2 separate regions of the Anas platyrhynchos genome follow, and region 2 is linked to region 1. A link is a contact called in public Hi-C data. All regions are on one chromosome and are shown on one strand. The core of a region is the stretch at or near the end of the contact, and the rest is flanking DNA. Distances in the headings are between cores, read along the strand shown. Region 1 holds the start of NSD1 (nuclear receptor binding SET domain protein 1). Region 2 overlaps NSD1 (nuclear receptor binding SET domain protein 1).

Region 1 (7,816 bases), core at 1,714-4,213:
AGGGTATGTACGTATAAATGCTGAACCTCAACTTGATGAACCCCAACTCAGCGATGAAACCAGTCAAAAGTTGCGCTTGCATTCAAAAATGAGCTGTACACACATCATGTGCCTCTAACCACCATCAGCACTCTAAGGCCTGGACCAGCTTTGCTCATTAAGCACATCTGAAAACCAGCTAATGGAATTTGTGAGCGCAGGGCGAAATTAGAAAGAACCAAAAAAAAAAAAAAAAAAGCCTGCCTGAATAACGGGCAAGGCCTCCCAGGCGAGGCCATGCCACAGCCCCTCCCTAGCAATCGGGAAAGTCTGCAGCTTGGGCAACTTGCGCTAACCCAAACAAAGAGCGCAGGCTGATAGAGCTGGAAAAAAATAAAAAAAGAGATGCTAAGAGAGGAGAAAGGTCTCCTCTCCTTGACATCATTATGCGCACCAGGAAACAAGCTGGTAACGGGGACGAAAAAAAAAACACACAGAGAAAACCTCTGGCACAACTTTGCGAGCATCCTGCTCCCGCCAAGCACCGATGTCAACGACGGGGAAAAAACACCGGGAGGTGTCCTGGGGGGCAGCCCCGGAGCCCCGCGGTGAAGGTGAGGCCGTGACACGGGGCACGGCCCGGGCCCGGCGGCCGCGCTGGTGTCAAAACTGTCCCCGCGGCAAGATGGCTGCCAGCGGCCGCCCGAAGATGTCAGCTGCCAGCAGCGGGCCCGCGCCGGCCCCCGCAAAATGGAGCCCCGGCTTCCCCCCCTCGCCGCCTGCCTCCCTCTCTCCCTTCCCTCCTCGTTTTGCTTTTGCTGCTGCTGCTTCTTCTTTTTCCTCTCCTCCCGCTCCCCCCCTCTCCCGGTGCTTACGAGCTGCAGGGCCGCCGTGGCGGAAGGCTCGGGTTTGTCCCCCCCGCCGTCCAGCAGCGGCAGCTCGGCTCGCTGCAGGCGGGGCGGCGGCTCCGGGCTGCCGGGGCCCCGCTGCGGCCCCGCACGGCTCTGCTCCGCCGCGGCCCGCTCCCGGGCACCACCGGCGGCCTCCTCGTCTTCGTCCTCCTCCTCCTCTTCGTCGTCGTCGTCCTCCTCCTCGTCCTCCTCCTCCGGCGTCTCGGCGCCTTCTTCCCCCTCCTCCTCCTCCTCCTCTTCCTCCTCGTCCTCCTCCTCCTCGTCCTCCCCGTCCGGGAGGAGCAACGGGAAGGCCGGGGGGGCCCCGTCTGCAGCCGGGCCGGGGCCGTCGGCGCCTCCCGGCGGGTCCCCGGGGCCGCGGGGGGGCGGCGAGCCGGGGTCGGGCAGGGCCTCAGCGCCGTCGGCGGCGCCGCCGAGGTACTCGGCGTTGATCATGGAGGCCAGGTCCTGCAGCCGGCGCAGCGGGATGTAGCAGGACGACGGGTCCTGGCCGTACACGGGCTTGGCGGCCGCCAGCTGCATGGCGGGCGGCTCGGGGCCGCGGGCCTCGCCGAACGGGCCGCCCTTGGGCTCGGCGGCCGCCAGCGAGGTGCCGAAGGGGACGAGGCAGCTGCGGCGGCTCACTTCGCAGGCCTGCTCCATGCCGGGCGGCGGGCATCCACCTGCGGGCACAGCACAATGGGGTCAGCCCCGGCCGCCGACACAAAATGGCAGCCGCGCCCGGGGCCCGCTCGGCTCGGCTGGGCTCGGCGGGCGGGCAGGCAGGCGGCCGCCCGGCCTCCGCCGCGCTAGGCCCGGGCTCGAGGCCCGCCGCCCGGCTCGGCTTGGCCCGGCCCGGCTTGGCCCGGCTCGGCGAGGCTCGGCTCAGCTCGGCTCGGCTCTGCTCAGCCCTTCTCGCTCCGCCGGGCAGCGCTCACCTGCGGCCGCCGCGGCCGGCTCGCCGCCTGCCCCCGCTGCGGGCCGATCGGGAGGAGACGCGCCGACCCGGCCCGGCCAGGCCCCGCCAGCGCCGCTCCGCCGCCTCCCTCCTCCTCCTCCTCCTCCTCCTCCTCCTCCACCTCCCTCCCCCGCATGCGCGCTCCCGACGCCGCCGCCATCCCGCCGGCGCGCGCCCCACGCGCGCGCCCGCTCCGGGGGGGGGGTCGGTGGCGGCCAATCAGCGCGCGCCCGCGCCCCCCCCTTCCCCCGTGTCCCCCCCCCCTCCCCATCCCGGACCCCCCCCCCTCCCATCTGCCCCCCCCCCCCCCCCCGGGTCCGGGGCTATGGGGGGGGGAGGAGGGGAGGGGGCGCTCAGTGCTGCCCCCCCCCGGCCCGCCCGGTGCCAGCGGCCGCCCGCCCGGCCCCGCTCCCACCTGCGGCCCGGCACGGCCCGGCCCGGCCCCGCGCACATGGCGGCCCCCGGCCGGCCCCGCGCCCTCGCCTCCATCTTAGGTGGCGGCGGGCACCGGGCGGCCCCGAGCCGAGCCGAGCCGGGCCGGGCCGGGCCGGGCTGCGGTTGTATGGCCCGGCCCCGTGCGCTGCGGTCGTGCCTCACCTGCGGGCCTCGCTGCCCCCGGTTCCCCCCCCCCCTCATACACCCGCACCCACCCCCGGTCCACCCCGGTCCTGCGGGGAGCAGCGGCGGCGGAGCGGGCGCCAACAAAATGGAGGCGGCCGGGCCCTGCGGCCCCGACCCCGGCAGCCCAACCCTCCGCGGGGCGGCCGCACCAACACCGGGCCGGGGGCCGCGGGGCTCCGCCGCCGCCTTCCCCCCGCTATTGTCCGCCTCGCCCCGCTCCCCCCCCGCCCGCTGCCTCCCCCCCCCCCAGCCCCCCACCCCTCCACTTCCCGGTTCCACCGGGCTCGTACCGGGGCCTCGCCCCGCCGGGAGGCCGCGGCCTTAGCGGGTCCCCGGCCGGCTCCGCGATGCCGGGCGGGCAGCGCCGCTCCCTCGCTCCCCGCCGCCCTCCGAGCGCCGCCACCGAGCGCCCCCCCCCCCCTCTCCCCGGTTCCCCGTGCATCCACCACCACCCCCCCGGGGCGGGCAGCGGCGGCGGCTCCGTCGCTACCTCCTGCTGCCGGGGCCGGGGTCTCCGCCACCGCGAGCGGCGAGGAGCGGGGCCGGGCGCCGAGCAACGCCACGCCGCCGCCGCACCGGCAACGGGGGGGTGCGAGGGGGGGGGGAGAGAGCGGCGGCCCGGCGGGGGGCAGCGCCGGGATGGGGCTGGGTTCCCCGGGCAGCGCCGGGGGGCAGGGCCCGGCTGCCACCCCCCCGGGGTGCCCGGAGGGAGGTTGGGGGCTGCGGGGGGGGGGTGCGGTGCCCTCCCGGCTGGCCCGGGGGTTGCCTTTCGGGGGTTTGTTCCCCGAGGGGGCACCGGGGATGTCGGCAGCCTGCGGGCACTATCGGTGCCCGGTGCGGCCAATAATGCAAATAATGCCCCGGTGCAAATAACGCCCTGCGTGGAGCGCCCTGTCATGAATAAACCACAGCAAATGGCTCCTGACCCACAGCGCGGGCACGGCACGGCCTCGCACCCGGCCTCACGCCCCGCCACCTCCCTGCCCGTGCTCGCTGCTGGCCCTCGGGCACACAGTTCGCCCCGCAGCGCCCACGTCCCAGTGGGCACCATCCCGCTGCAGCCACCCCGTCAACATCAGGGCCACGCCGAGGTCCCCATCCCGGTGTCCCCACTTCGGCGTGACACCACGCTGGGGCTCGCTGCCGCACACCCACGGAGGGTGGAGTGACTTGGCAGGAAGCGCCACGGCCGGAGGCTCGGCTTGTGGTTGTTTGTACCGCCGACCGTGGGGCTTGGCCGGCCTCGGTGCCGCTGTGGGAGCCGTGCCCGCGCCGTGCCCGGTGGTGCCATGCAGACACCCAGTCCGTGCCGGCGGGGAGCGATCCCGTGCCACCCAGCTCCCTCGGGGCGGCCCAGCCCGCGGCAGCCGCACCCTCGGCACGCGGGGCCCAGGCACCGACTTTCCCTCCTTCCTGCTCAGACCTGTCACGTGCGTTTCCGTCCCGAAATGAAGCAGGAGGTTTTATTTAGAACCCCCCCACACACACCCCCCCGGGGCGGGCAGGGCTCGGTGCAGGATGAGAGCACCCGCAGCCACGCAGCCTGCCCTAGCACCGGGGTGCCTGGTGAATGGGGGCTGCTGTGGTGTGGGGACGAGGTCGAGGGGTGTCCCCACAAAATGGGGGCCGCGTGCAGGCCCCTGGCTGTCACCATCTCCTCTCGTGCTGGTTATAGCACTGGTTGACCAGGGAGATTTGGGGCCGCAGGCTGGGCGCCTCACAGTGCCCCCCACATGCTGGGGGCTGAGCTCACAACCACGCAGCGTGGCCACCACCTCACCCCATGGGACGCTGCTGGGCAGGGGCTGAAACCCCCAGGCAGCAGCACCCCGATGGCTGGGGGCACATCTCTAGCCCCCTACCCACAATCCCAGCACCCAATCCATCCCCACGGCCGTGACGGGGAGCAGGACCGGGGCCGCCACGGCTCGATCCCGCTCCCGCCGTGCCGCCGCCCCCGCAGCACGGCCCCCTCCCGGCTCCTCTCTTCCAGCCATGGGGCTGCCAAACGGCACCGGGGCCGCGGCGCTGCCGCCCGGATGCGTGCTGCAGGGGCTGCGACCCCGCAGGGCTTTGTCTGTGGGAGCACGGTGAGGCCTCCCCGGTATGGCCTCCGCGGTACGGCCTCCCCGGTGGGGCCTCCCCGGTGGCCGGCTTCACCCGCTTGGCTCCCCGCACTGCCGCCAAGGCCAAGTGGCCCTCGGGAGCAAGCGGCCGAGCCGTGGCTGCCCGATCCCAAGGGGATGCCTGGAGAGGCTCCTGCGGAGGACAGCGGGGTGGGATGGGGGCCGGGGGATGCATCATGGCCCCGGGGAGCAGCGCGGGGCCCAGCACAAAGGGCCGGGCCCGCGGGGTTGGCGCATGGCCGGCGAGCGCGGGCGAAAGGGTTAAGGCTTGCGGCGGGCAGGAGGAGGGCTGGCCCGGCCGGGGGAGGAAGGAAGCAGAGGAGGAGAGGAGAGGGGAGAGGAGAGCGGGGAGCATCCTGCCCAGAGGCCCCTTTCCCCCCCGTGGGGTGGGGAAGAAGCTCGGGAAACCGCCGGGGATGGGAGCAGGGCGGCGGGCTGGGCTCAGCTCCGGTGGGGAGAGCCGCACGCATCTGCTGCTCACCGGGTGCTGTGCCCCAAAAACCTGCCTGCGGCCCCAAAACCTTGCCTGGGGCGACCCCAGGATATTTGGGGGGGGGGCAAGACCCCCAGAGCCAGGTGCTGGGGACAGGGACCCATGGAGAGGGCAAGGTGGGGTGGCACAGGATGGTTCCCCCCCCAAAATGGCTTAAGGCATGGCAGTGGGGGCTCCAGCTCCATGCCCCCATGAATTGGGGAGGGGGCACAGCCCATGGGGGGGGTACAGCCCATGGGACTTCCACCCCCCCCAGCCTTCAGGTGCTGCCACCGCTGTGGGAGCCCGGTGCGGGTGGGAAACCACGGCCCAAGCCCCCCGCCCGTCCTCCCACCGGGTTCGTCCCGGCCCCAGGAGCCGGGGGGGGTGCGGGCAGATTGGGGGGGGGCTCTCAGCGCCGCCCGCCCGGTGCGGAGCTGCCGCGGCCGGCCAGGAGATGGGGCTCGCAGCCCGGCTTCCCCGCACCGCCACCGCCACCGGCACCGGCAACGGGACGGGGGGCACGGGTGGGGGGCGTGGGGGAGATGGGGGGGGGCGCGGTGCTCGCGTGGGCGTGGGGAGGAGAGAGAGGGGGCTCGGGGGGAGCCCGGGGTGGGGGCTCAAGGGGCTCAGGGTGTCCGGGGGGGGCAGCAGCCGCCTGTCCAGGGCTGTGTCCACGGGAAAACGCGGCCCTGAGTGGGTCCCCGTGGGTCCTTCCCCTGTCCCCGTGGGGCTCTGCCCTTCCCCTCCGCTGCCCAGAGGGCGGGGGGCAGGGGTATGGGAATGAAGGGGGCTCAACCCCAGCCCGGGGGCAGAGGCTATCTGCAGCCCACAAAAGCCAGATTCTCCCCCAAGATAAAATCCCAGAGCTTTTGTTTAGGGGAAAAAAAAAGACAAGGGCACCTCCCGGCCCTACAACAGCCGGTCGTTAAGGGAAGGCATCTCCAGTGAGGGGCTGGAATGAGGAATTGGGGCTCGCCCCCACATTGCCCCACGGACACCGGACTGGGGAGGGGGCCGAGAGGGACCCCAAGACCCCCGGGGACCCTCAGGAGGCGGCTGAGCCCTGGGCAGGCTCTGGCTGGGGGATGGCGTGTGGGAACGGTGCCTCAGGAAACCAGCGGGATTTACTGGGCTACACGCTAAATCCCCCTCACAAAAGGGGCCTGTTCGTGGGGACAGGATGCCGGTGGCTCAGCCACACTTGTTTGGCCAGCAGAGCCTGGCGGATTAAGGACAATTGGTTCAGCCCTGACAGAAAACACCAGGAATGTTAAACAATAAAACCGCCTCCAGTTGTTGCGGGGCTGCGGGATGCCCCGGGACGCCTCCGCTGCCCCGTGCCCCCCGCCACAGCCCCGTGCTCCTGCCCCAGCCCTGCTGCTGAGCCTGCTCTGCTCCACCAACACCAGCACGGGGTGCTCGGGTGTCCGGGGACGGGGCAGCCCCAAGCAGAATGGACACACTGCTAGGACCCCAAAAGCATTGCTGGTGGCCCCAAAAGCAGTGCCGGGTGGCTGGCGGCCCCAAAAACATCACCAGGTGGCTGGTGGCATGAGTGCACGGGCTGCAAGGATGCACACTCACCTCGTGTGCTCAGCAAGGGGGAAGGAAGCAAAACCCCATGGGGTTACAACCTCTGCTGTCCCCATCCCACCCCAAGCCCTGGGCACAGGGGGTGCGAGGTACCCCCACGTGCCATTAGGGAATCGATGAATCCCCCTCCTTGTCCCCCCTTTGCAATCTCCCTTTTCCAGGGAAGTGCCAAGGAAGCAAATCCCCTGCACAGCCCCGTCCCCAGGCACCCACGGGTCCGGGTTTACCCAGGGCTGGCTCCCCAGGGGCCATGGGGTGGGGGGCAGCCAACCCCGGGCAGTTTGCCCTGCGGCGTGTGAATGCCCCATTCAGGGCTGTGCTAAATGCATTGGTTCTGGCACATTAGCAGACAGCTGGGATCCTTCGCCGGGGCAGGGAGGCAGCGGGGACGGGGCAGGTTTCACACCTGCTGGTGGTCTGCAGGCCCCGGGGGGGCTCTGCCCAGGGGAGAGGGGGAGCAGAGCCCCTGGGCGAGGGGCTGGGAGAGCTGTGGGCAGGCTTCAGGGCCAGCACGGCTGGGGCTGCACGAGGAGGGGGCCTTGGGGCAGCCCTACAAGCAGGTATGGGGCAGGGCAGGCTCTGCCACGCGGGAACGACCCCAGGAGCTTGCCAAAAGGTGGCTGCACCCCAGCGCAGCAGGGGCGAGATGAAGGGACCACTTCCCATCTGTACTGAGCCCCCAGCTCCTGCCCCACGTGTCCCCACTGCTCCCCGAGAGCCACCTTGCAGGCTGGGGGGGGGCTGCTCCCCACCCCTGGAGCTGCCCCTGCAGCTGGGAGCTGGGGAAGGAAACCAGATCCCGGGGCTAACGGCCCTGCAAAGCCCAGCCCTTGGCGGAGCGGAGGAGACGAGGTGAAACCCTAGACCCAGGGAGCGGGCTGGCAGGAGGGGGCGAGACAGCTGCAGCCCCCGCTCCCTGCAGAGCCGAGCTGGGTGCCGGGGGGCAAAGCAGGCAGCAGAGAGCAGGGCCTGGGGCTGAAGCCCCCAAACCTCGCTCGCAGGGGCGCTGGGGTTAGGAGAAGGCAGCACAGAGCCCGTAACTCACTTTTATCTGGTGTCCTGGGGCTGGCCCAGGTGGGGAGGGGGGGGGTCCCCAGCGTGCCGGGCCGGGGGCTCTTTCCCAGCCTGGGAGCCGGCAGCAGTTGGTGGATCAGTTTCAGGGCGATGCTGGTAG
Region 2 (7,816 bases), core at 2,368-4,867, 51 kb before region 1:
CAAAGGGTCCTGCCCCCGAGGAGTATGTACTTTTCCAGCCAGCCAAGAAATCTGGTCAAGAGTCTGAATGTTTGTGACAATCCACTGCGTCTGCTCCGGGGGCACCGGCGCTTCCCTGGCAGGCCGGGGGGTCTGCTCGAACGCACGCAATCTCTCTGATGTCCAAGGGGTTTGCTCGGCGGGGGCTGAGGCCACTTCCCAGACAGGCTGCAGGGTCGGCTCCGGTAGCTTCTCCGCTGTCCGGGGTGACTGCTCGGCAGGCGTCAGGGCTTTGGCGGCGGGCCAGTGGCTTTGCTCGTGTGTCTGCAGCTTCTCCGTGGGCCAAGGTAACTGTCCGACGTGCGGCACCGCCTTCCCAACCGACCAGGAGATCTGCTCGCTGGCTAACAGGGTCCTCTCCTTCTGCTGGGGGTTGAGCTCCGCGGCGGGCGCTGCCCTCTCCTTGGGCTGGGCGTTCTGGTCGACGGGCCGCAGAGCCTTCTCCGACAGCAGCAGCCTCGGGGCCGATGCGGCCGGGGGCTTCTCCAAAACTTGGGGCCGAGGAGCCACGGCGGCAGCCAGCTTGTCTGAGGCCTGAGGCCACGGGGCCGTAAGAGCCAGGGGCCTCTCCAGGAGCTGAGGCCGAACGGCCCCGGAGCTCGGAGCTTTCTCTGGAGGCAGGACCCGCAGCGCCCCGGCATCGGGAGCCTTCTCCGGAGGCAGGGGCCGCAGCACGCCGGGGTTCAGAGCTTTCTGCGTGACGGGGATCCGCAGGGCCCCCGAGCCCAGAGCCTTCTCCATGGGCAGGACGTGGGGCGAGCGGGAGCCATGGGGCTTCTCCAGGGGCAGCGGACGTGGCACCCCTAAGCTGGGAGCCTTGTCTGTGGGCAGGATCCGCGGCATCCCCAAGGCAGGAGGCTTCTCTGCAGGCAGGGGATGGGGTGTCCCGGAGCCGGGAGCCTTCTCCGTGGCCAAAACCCGTGCTGCCCCGGAGAAGGAAGCCTTCTCTGGAGGTGGAGGCCGCGGCCCCCCCAGTCCAGAAACCTTCTCCGTGGGCAGGATCCGTGAGACCGGGGAGCTGGGGGCGTTTTCAACGGGCAGAGGCCACAGCACCCCAGGGCTGGGAACCTCCTCCGGTGCCGGGGCGTGTTGCACCACAGAGCTGGGAGCCTTCTCCGCGGGCTGAGGCTGCAGACTCTGGGCAGCAGCTTTGCTCAGCAGCTGAGGCTGATCGGCCACGGGAGCCTCATCCACGGGCTGTGCCTGCAGGGTCCCTGCCGTGGCGAGAAGTCTGTCCGCCAGCTGAGGGTGCAGGCATTTTGTCGGAAACTCATCCAGCAGCTCGGGCTGCTGGGTCCCGCTGTCGCCGAGCGACTTGTCCGCTAGCTCCAAAACCTCAGCGGCGGCAGGAGGCTCCTCCGACAGCTGGAGCTGCAGGGCAGCGGCAGGACCGAGCGCCTCGTCCGACGACTGGGGGCTGCCCGGAGATTTGCTGGGCAGAGGAGGCTGCGAGGCGTCGCTGGGAGCCTCGTCCAGCGGCCAGAGCACGGCGTTGGCGGGAGGTTTGTCGGGCTGCTGAGGTTTCAGCGCGACGATGATGGGCTGCTTCTCCGACTGCAGCCTGAGGGACAGGGCAGCCTGGGGCCTGTCCGACGGCTGCAGGCGGAGCGAGAGGGTGGTGGGAGGTTTGTCCGAGGGCTGCAGCCGGAGGGAAAGGGTGGTGGGGGGTTTGTTGGACGGCTTCAGCCTCAGCGACAAGGTGGTGGGGGGTTTGTTGGAGGGCGGCAGTCTCAGCGCCAGGGCGGCGGGCGGTTTGTCTGGCGGGGGCAGCCGCAGGGCCAGGGTGGTGGGGGGCTTGTTTGAGGGCTGCAGCCTCAGGGCTAGGGTGGTGGGGGGCTTGTCTGACGGCGGCAGCCGCAGCGCTAGGGTGGCAGGGGGCTTTTCTGGGGACTGCAGTTTGAAGGCCGGAGGCTGAGGTAGCCTGTCCAAAGGCTGCACGCTCAGGTCTGTGTCTGCAGGCGGCTGCTCTGCCGGCTGGGGGTCATCGCCGTTAGTCAGTGCTCCCATGGGAGGCACGTACTCACGGATTTCTCCTGGCTCTAGGGGGTTAGGGCCGCAGGGATCATGCTCTGTGCAGCACAAGCGTCCGTCCAGCTTGGAGATGAAGAGCATGCCTTCCCGGTGCTGCTTGCAGAAGGATCTGGGGCACATCTCGCAGAAGGAAGCCGCTTCCTTACCGCACATGTCACACTGATGCCACGGGCACTCCCATTTTCCTGCAGCACAAACACAGGAGAAAAGACAGAACTTAGCAGTGGTATAAAGGGAAGATAACGAGGCCTGCTGCAAAGAGTTTGAGGGCAAGAGGCAACGCCCCTGTAAGACTCCGATGCAATTCTACACGTTCTTCTCAGATCCTGCCATAGCTCCTAGGCTAGAAGGGCAGCTAACAGGAATCTGCATCCTTGGAAGCAACACAGGAAATCATAACTGCAACAAACATAAGCTCTGCCAGGTCGGACCGAAAGTCCATCTGGCTCCAGTATGACACAAACCAGTACGGGTCCCTCGGGAAAAGAAGACAGCCCCAGCTTGTACTTCTCTGTGTCTCCTGTTTCCAGATGAGAGCAACAGTATCTGCGCAGAATACACCCAACAGACTTTAAGTAGATATTTCAGGTTCATCTTAAGTCTTTGTTTAGTTCTGGGCCAACATCCTCCCTTCCTGTTTATCACAAAGTAGTGCTCAGAGAGCAGAGGACATCAGGGAGCAGGTTTCTCTTGTCTCCATACCCAAAGACATCTTTAACCCTGTGCACGGACATGATAAAAACGCTTCTTATCATAAAGCCAAGCTGTGCCCCGAGCAGCTCAGTGCCCACACGGAATCTTTTCACCACCAGTATCAACGCCATCATGGAGGAAAACAAATAAGCAAGTCAGCATGACAGCAGAGAGATTGTTTCCTCCACTTGAAGCTGGATCTCATCGGTCCAGCTCCCTGCTCCCCTCAGCCAAGGCTGCTGCTGTCTCTGCCAAAAGCTTCTCATCAGCTTTAAGGCCCTGAGGGACCACTTGTACCCAGGGCACACAAGGCAGAGGCTCTGCCCTCTCACCACGGGATCAGCGTGGCTGCCTTTCCAAAGACTCTCTCTTCTGCCTCTGTGCTCCCCTCAGTGCCCCGTGTTCCCCCTGGCTCCTCATCCTGCTGCAAAGAGCAGCTCCTTGCATGGCAGCCCCCCGGCACCTTGAGCACAGCCACGGGCATCTGCACAAGCAGCGGCAGAGGGCAGCCGTGGGCACCAGCAGAGCACTTCCCACCGCTCTGAACCAAGCCCACATACCCGTGGTTTTTGCTACCAGCTCTTTTGCAGAGGCTGGCAGGCTGCAGCACCGCGCTGAGCAGCTGTGGTCATCTCCTGGTGCTGTTGTGCAACATCAGCTTTCCACTCCCCCCCTCTCCTGCTGCTTTTCCCCCTGGGCTGAAGAAAACACGCAGTAAGTTTTTCCCCTCCTTTGAAGCCAGTCCAAGGCTTCTGTTCTGGTCTTAAATATGTACACAGATTCTGTGTGCCTTTTCCAGTTTCTTGACATCATTTTCAGGGCAGGGTTGTTTAAAATTACATGTGTTCTCCCCTGTCTCAGGCTCGTGGTGCTGCAGCGTGGGTTATATCACTGCTCCCCGTCGGTGTGCACTGAGCCCCTTCGCACCGCAGGGCAGGGCGAGCTCTCGTGGTGCACTGCTGCTGAGCGGAGAGCAGCCACTCTGAACACTCACTTTGACCAGCGGAAAGATTCTGGAATTATTTAAGAGGTCACTTGTAGAGACGGAAAATAAAGTCAGTCAAAAAGTGCCAGTGTGTTTCAGGATGGGTAAATCGTATCAAACCCACTCTAATGGTCTCTGACAGGATAAAAAGGCTAATGAATAACCGTCTCTCCAGAGACAGCCCAGAGCTGAGGAGCTCCTGGAAGCAGGATCGCACCATTAGTAACATGCAAACAAGCAGGAAATTCCAATTACTTAACAGCAATGCCCATGACAGAAGAAATATTTGAAGTATAAAAGAGACAAACCTTTGATGTCCTGTATATATGTATATATATTCCAAGGAACAAGCTAGGAAAATAACTGCCTACGTATAAAAATGGTAAAAGGGTTACAAAAGGCTGAAAATTGTTCTCAAAACCAGCTATTAGTGGTCTTCTGGCAAAGCTAGGAGTCTTTTCAAATGAGGTGCTTCAGGAGTCTAATTTAGCTTATATTTTAATTTTCATTTCTGGAAGCAGAATACCAAGTACTCTTACAGCCTCATGGTTATCTGCACGGTCCTGGAAGGAACTGCAGGAATCTGCTTAGGCAGGCTCAGAATTCATTTGGTATCGATAAACCGGACAAATGCTCTTGTACCAAAGAGGTGCAATTAAGTAAAGCAAGAGCAGGGCAAAGAAGGATTGTAGGAGGAAGAAATAGAATAAATATGTGAAGAAGATCAAGACAACACGACTCAAGGATGATAGGGCAAACCACAAACTGAATATAAAGGTATTTTTGCTAAGCAAGTCGGATCTCATTTCCTGACAAATTTTATGTAAAGCACAAAATAATATTCTGTTCTGTCAGTTGAGCACAATCTCAGTTGCAATACTGTTAAAAATACATGTTACCAGAGTTAACAAAAAAAAAAAATACGAAGGGAAATGGGACACATTCCAGAACACACCAAGAATAATAATTTTCAGAAAAATAAGAGCTGCAAGGAAAGGCTGTTCATTTCATCTGGAAATGCACTTAGGAGATAAGAGTCCTCCAGTATGCAGAAGAACGGATAGCGGGGAGGTGGCAACCCATTGTTTTTTCACTTCAGTCTCTTAGGAGAAGCTTTTCCAATGGAAACCCAGAGAACAGGCTAAATGCTAAAGCCTCCAATAAAGAAGAATCTAAAGCACATGAGAAAGCCTGCCAGGATGTTTGAACGTCCTGTCTTAGCACACAAAAAATGAGAATAGAAAGGTGATGTTTAGGACACTCTCACCCTCAGTTATTGTTTCCACAGGAAGGACCTGTGCTCCTTGCAGGCTTTTACATCACATTTGTTCAGTGCTCAACCCAAGCTACTCTGTATAAATACAAAATTCTCCCCAAAACTTAACACACACACACTTTCTGCAGAATATGTTGCTAGCACTTGTGTATGTTCTGTTAGTCACAGCTGAAGGTGTTGGATGCTGAGCTCTGACTCCCTGCGGAGCTCCAGCAGAAGCCCTGCTGCAGCCACTCTCCTGACAGGTGGCTTCAGAGACCTGGTTACACGCTTCCAGCCTGCCTCAGGTGTGTTCAGAGAGGATTTCTAATAATGATGATGCTTACAGTATTAAATCAGAAGTGCTACAACTCCCTAAACCAATTACTTCAATGCGAATCCCTTTATTAACTGAATTTATAATTTCATCAAGCCTACTTAAGTGTTTTGCTGAGGTATTCTGCTTCAAAAACTTATATGGCATTGGTTATATTCTTACCATTTAATTCTACAGTACTTGATCCCTTGTCAGGCTAACCGAGACTCAGGTCAGACTTTTCCCTTTCTGAGTATCAGTTAAACCTAAACACTCATTGAAGGTCCCATGAACTTCTGCAGTAACCAAAAATTATTGGAACAGAGGAAACGTTCCCCTCAACCAACTCCTGTAAGACTTTTATATGCAATTTAAGCCTTTTCCTCTAATAGATGTTACTTACTCCTCAGTTACTAACAACCTAGAAAACGTTTTACCACTCATACAGATTGCCTGTTTCTTTCTCCATACACAACTACAAGTACTTTGGGGATTTTTTTTTTTTAACTTTGTACTTTATTTTTTTGCCCTCATTTCACCACTAACTAGGAGATTCTTTGATACTGTTTCCTTCCTTAACAAAGGACTGGTGGCTAGTTAAGACATGCAGCACATTCTTCTTCTTTAACTGCCATTTTCCACCAGTGCTTCTCCTCCTCATTCTTTTCACTCAGTCGTCTGCAGCTTTGGAAAGCCAGCAGGAACTGACTCTTGCTGGGCCTGCTCTCTGCCAGGCCCCAAGGATGGCTCAGTAACCAACGTGCCTGCAGCCACAGCATGGCACAAAGCAGGGCCATGCCTTGTGGGCCACGAGGCCTATTTAAGAGAGAAAAATCTCTCCTATTTGCAGAGGCTGTGAAGAGAGCAGTGCCTGGGAGCCCGTGCCCTGTCCTGCTCCCCCAGCAGAGCACAGCTGGGCTGCACTGACCTGCAGGCCTCTTGGTCAGGTTGAGGCAGTCGGCGTGGTACACTTTGGGGCAGCCTGGCTTCTTACAAGAAACCAGCTGCCCTCCGTCCCCGCAGCTGAAGCACTCGTCCTCCCGTTCCTTCATCACCTCTGCCTGCGACCTGCGCTTCATCTGCGGCCGTCTCTTCATCTTCTTGGACTTCTCCTCGGTGAGGGTGGGCTGGCTCTGCGGGGGAGACAACACATTAACACAGCCCCCGACATCCTTCCTCTTCCTGATTCAGCACAGAAAACTGCCAGCCCTGTGACTGCCCCGCGGGATGTGATCAAACATCCCACTGCCAGCTACACCTGAGCACATCAAGTACCTCTATGGTGGTTCTTAATATTTGGCAACCAATTCACTCAAGTAAATCGTTCTCATTTTTGAGGAAAGAGTCCGGAATCCCTGCACCAAAGCCCGGCTCAACATGCAGCGTGTGTGTGCAATTAGCAACAGCAGGGTGAGGAGCCGAGGCCTGCCTGGTGCCATGAGGTCGTGCCACCTCTCACAGATGCCTCTGTCAGTGCAGTTGGGTCTGTCTCCCCATGACTCTGACCCTCACAGGAACCTCTCCCCAGGCCTCCCTGGACTTCTAGTGTTTCTCACCCCCATCATCATTTTCAGCCTGAGTTTATTCATGATCAGTTTCAACCTGTTTTCATGTAAACACTGTTCTCTTCCCACAGATGTCACTCTCCCTCCCTGAAGTAACCACCAGGCTTCTCCCTCCTCTTCACAAGCCAACACTTCCAGTCTTCACCCCAAATCTTCCTAACGGCTTTCTTCTGCCTCTCTCAAGTTCATTTCTCCCAAACACAAGTTACAGAACTACAGACACTGCTCTGGGTGATGTCTCCCAGGGCCACGTACAGTGCCATGAATACCTCTCAGTATTACAGAGCACCCTGACTGCATTTCCTTGTTCGCAACAGCAGCTCACAGTCCTGGGCTGAACACCACCGCGGCTCCTTCTCCACCACATTACTTCCATTGATGACCTTACTGTAGCTTTGTTTCTATTATCCTCCAGGTATACTCTGGAGCACTGAATCACTGAATTTCAGCCCATTTCCAGTACTTTGCAATTGCCCAACTGTCTCCATGCTGATGGCACCAGACACCTTTGTGTTATCAGTACACTTAAGTTCCTGTGCTTCCAACATCTGTATTACAGGCAGTAATGGAATAACCACAATCGGTCCCAAGATTGACATCTAAACGGCCTAAATGCTCTTTTCCCTAGCCTAAGGCTTCTTCTTTCAATGTCCCACACCACACCCTTTCAAGCCAGGTCCTCCTAATCCCCTGCACTGATCCTCCCCAGGATAAGCCTCCCATTGTACCAAACACTCAGGTTCCTGCAGATAATGACAGTATCAAAGAACTACCAATTTATTTTATATAAACTGACACACGCTAAATTTTATCCCATTTTCCACCTATTCTTTATGTCCAAACGCGTGTTCTGCATGTAGAACATCTCTGCATGCTGAGACGGAGCCTGTGAGGTGGTTTTTGCGTGCCTTTATTCTTCATAAACATTAGGC

What was found. A called contact is a pair of places that touch in the nucleus more often than the background predicts.
Region 2: a Hi-C map of skeletal muscle shows a contact between it and region 1, with 1.8 times the contacts expected there. The contact joins the enhancer-like site here to the promoter of NSD1 in region 1. A contact is called at or near these places in 2 of 8 Hi-C or Micro-C datasets (liver and skeletal muscle).

Annotation. Positions count from the first base shown.
Region 1 is chr14:9,657,173-9,664,988 of IASCAAS_PekinDuck_T2T, reverse strand. It overlaps NSD1 (nuclear receptor binding SET domain protein 1), which reads right to left and starts at 2,963. Exons shown (of 23, transcript XM_038186558.2): 1 at 2,939-2,963; 2 at 855-1,552. The coding sequence starts at 1,532.
Region 2 is chr14:9,709,067-9,716,882 of IASCAAS_PekinDuck_T2T, reverse strand. It overlaps NSD1 (nuclear receptor binding SET domain protein 1), which reads right to left. Exons shown (of 23, transcript XM_038186558.2): 22 at 6,248-6,452; 23 at 1-2,255. Among named protein-coding and RNA genes, the nearest start is that of RAB24, 13 kb to the left of the region's middle. Within about 2 kb of position 3,617, at least 3 of the 8 cell types and tissues checked have an H3K27ac peak or open chromatin away from gene starts, as enhancers often do.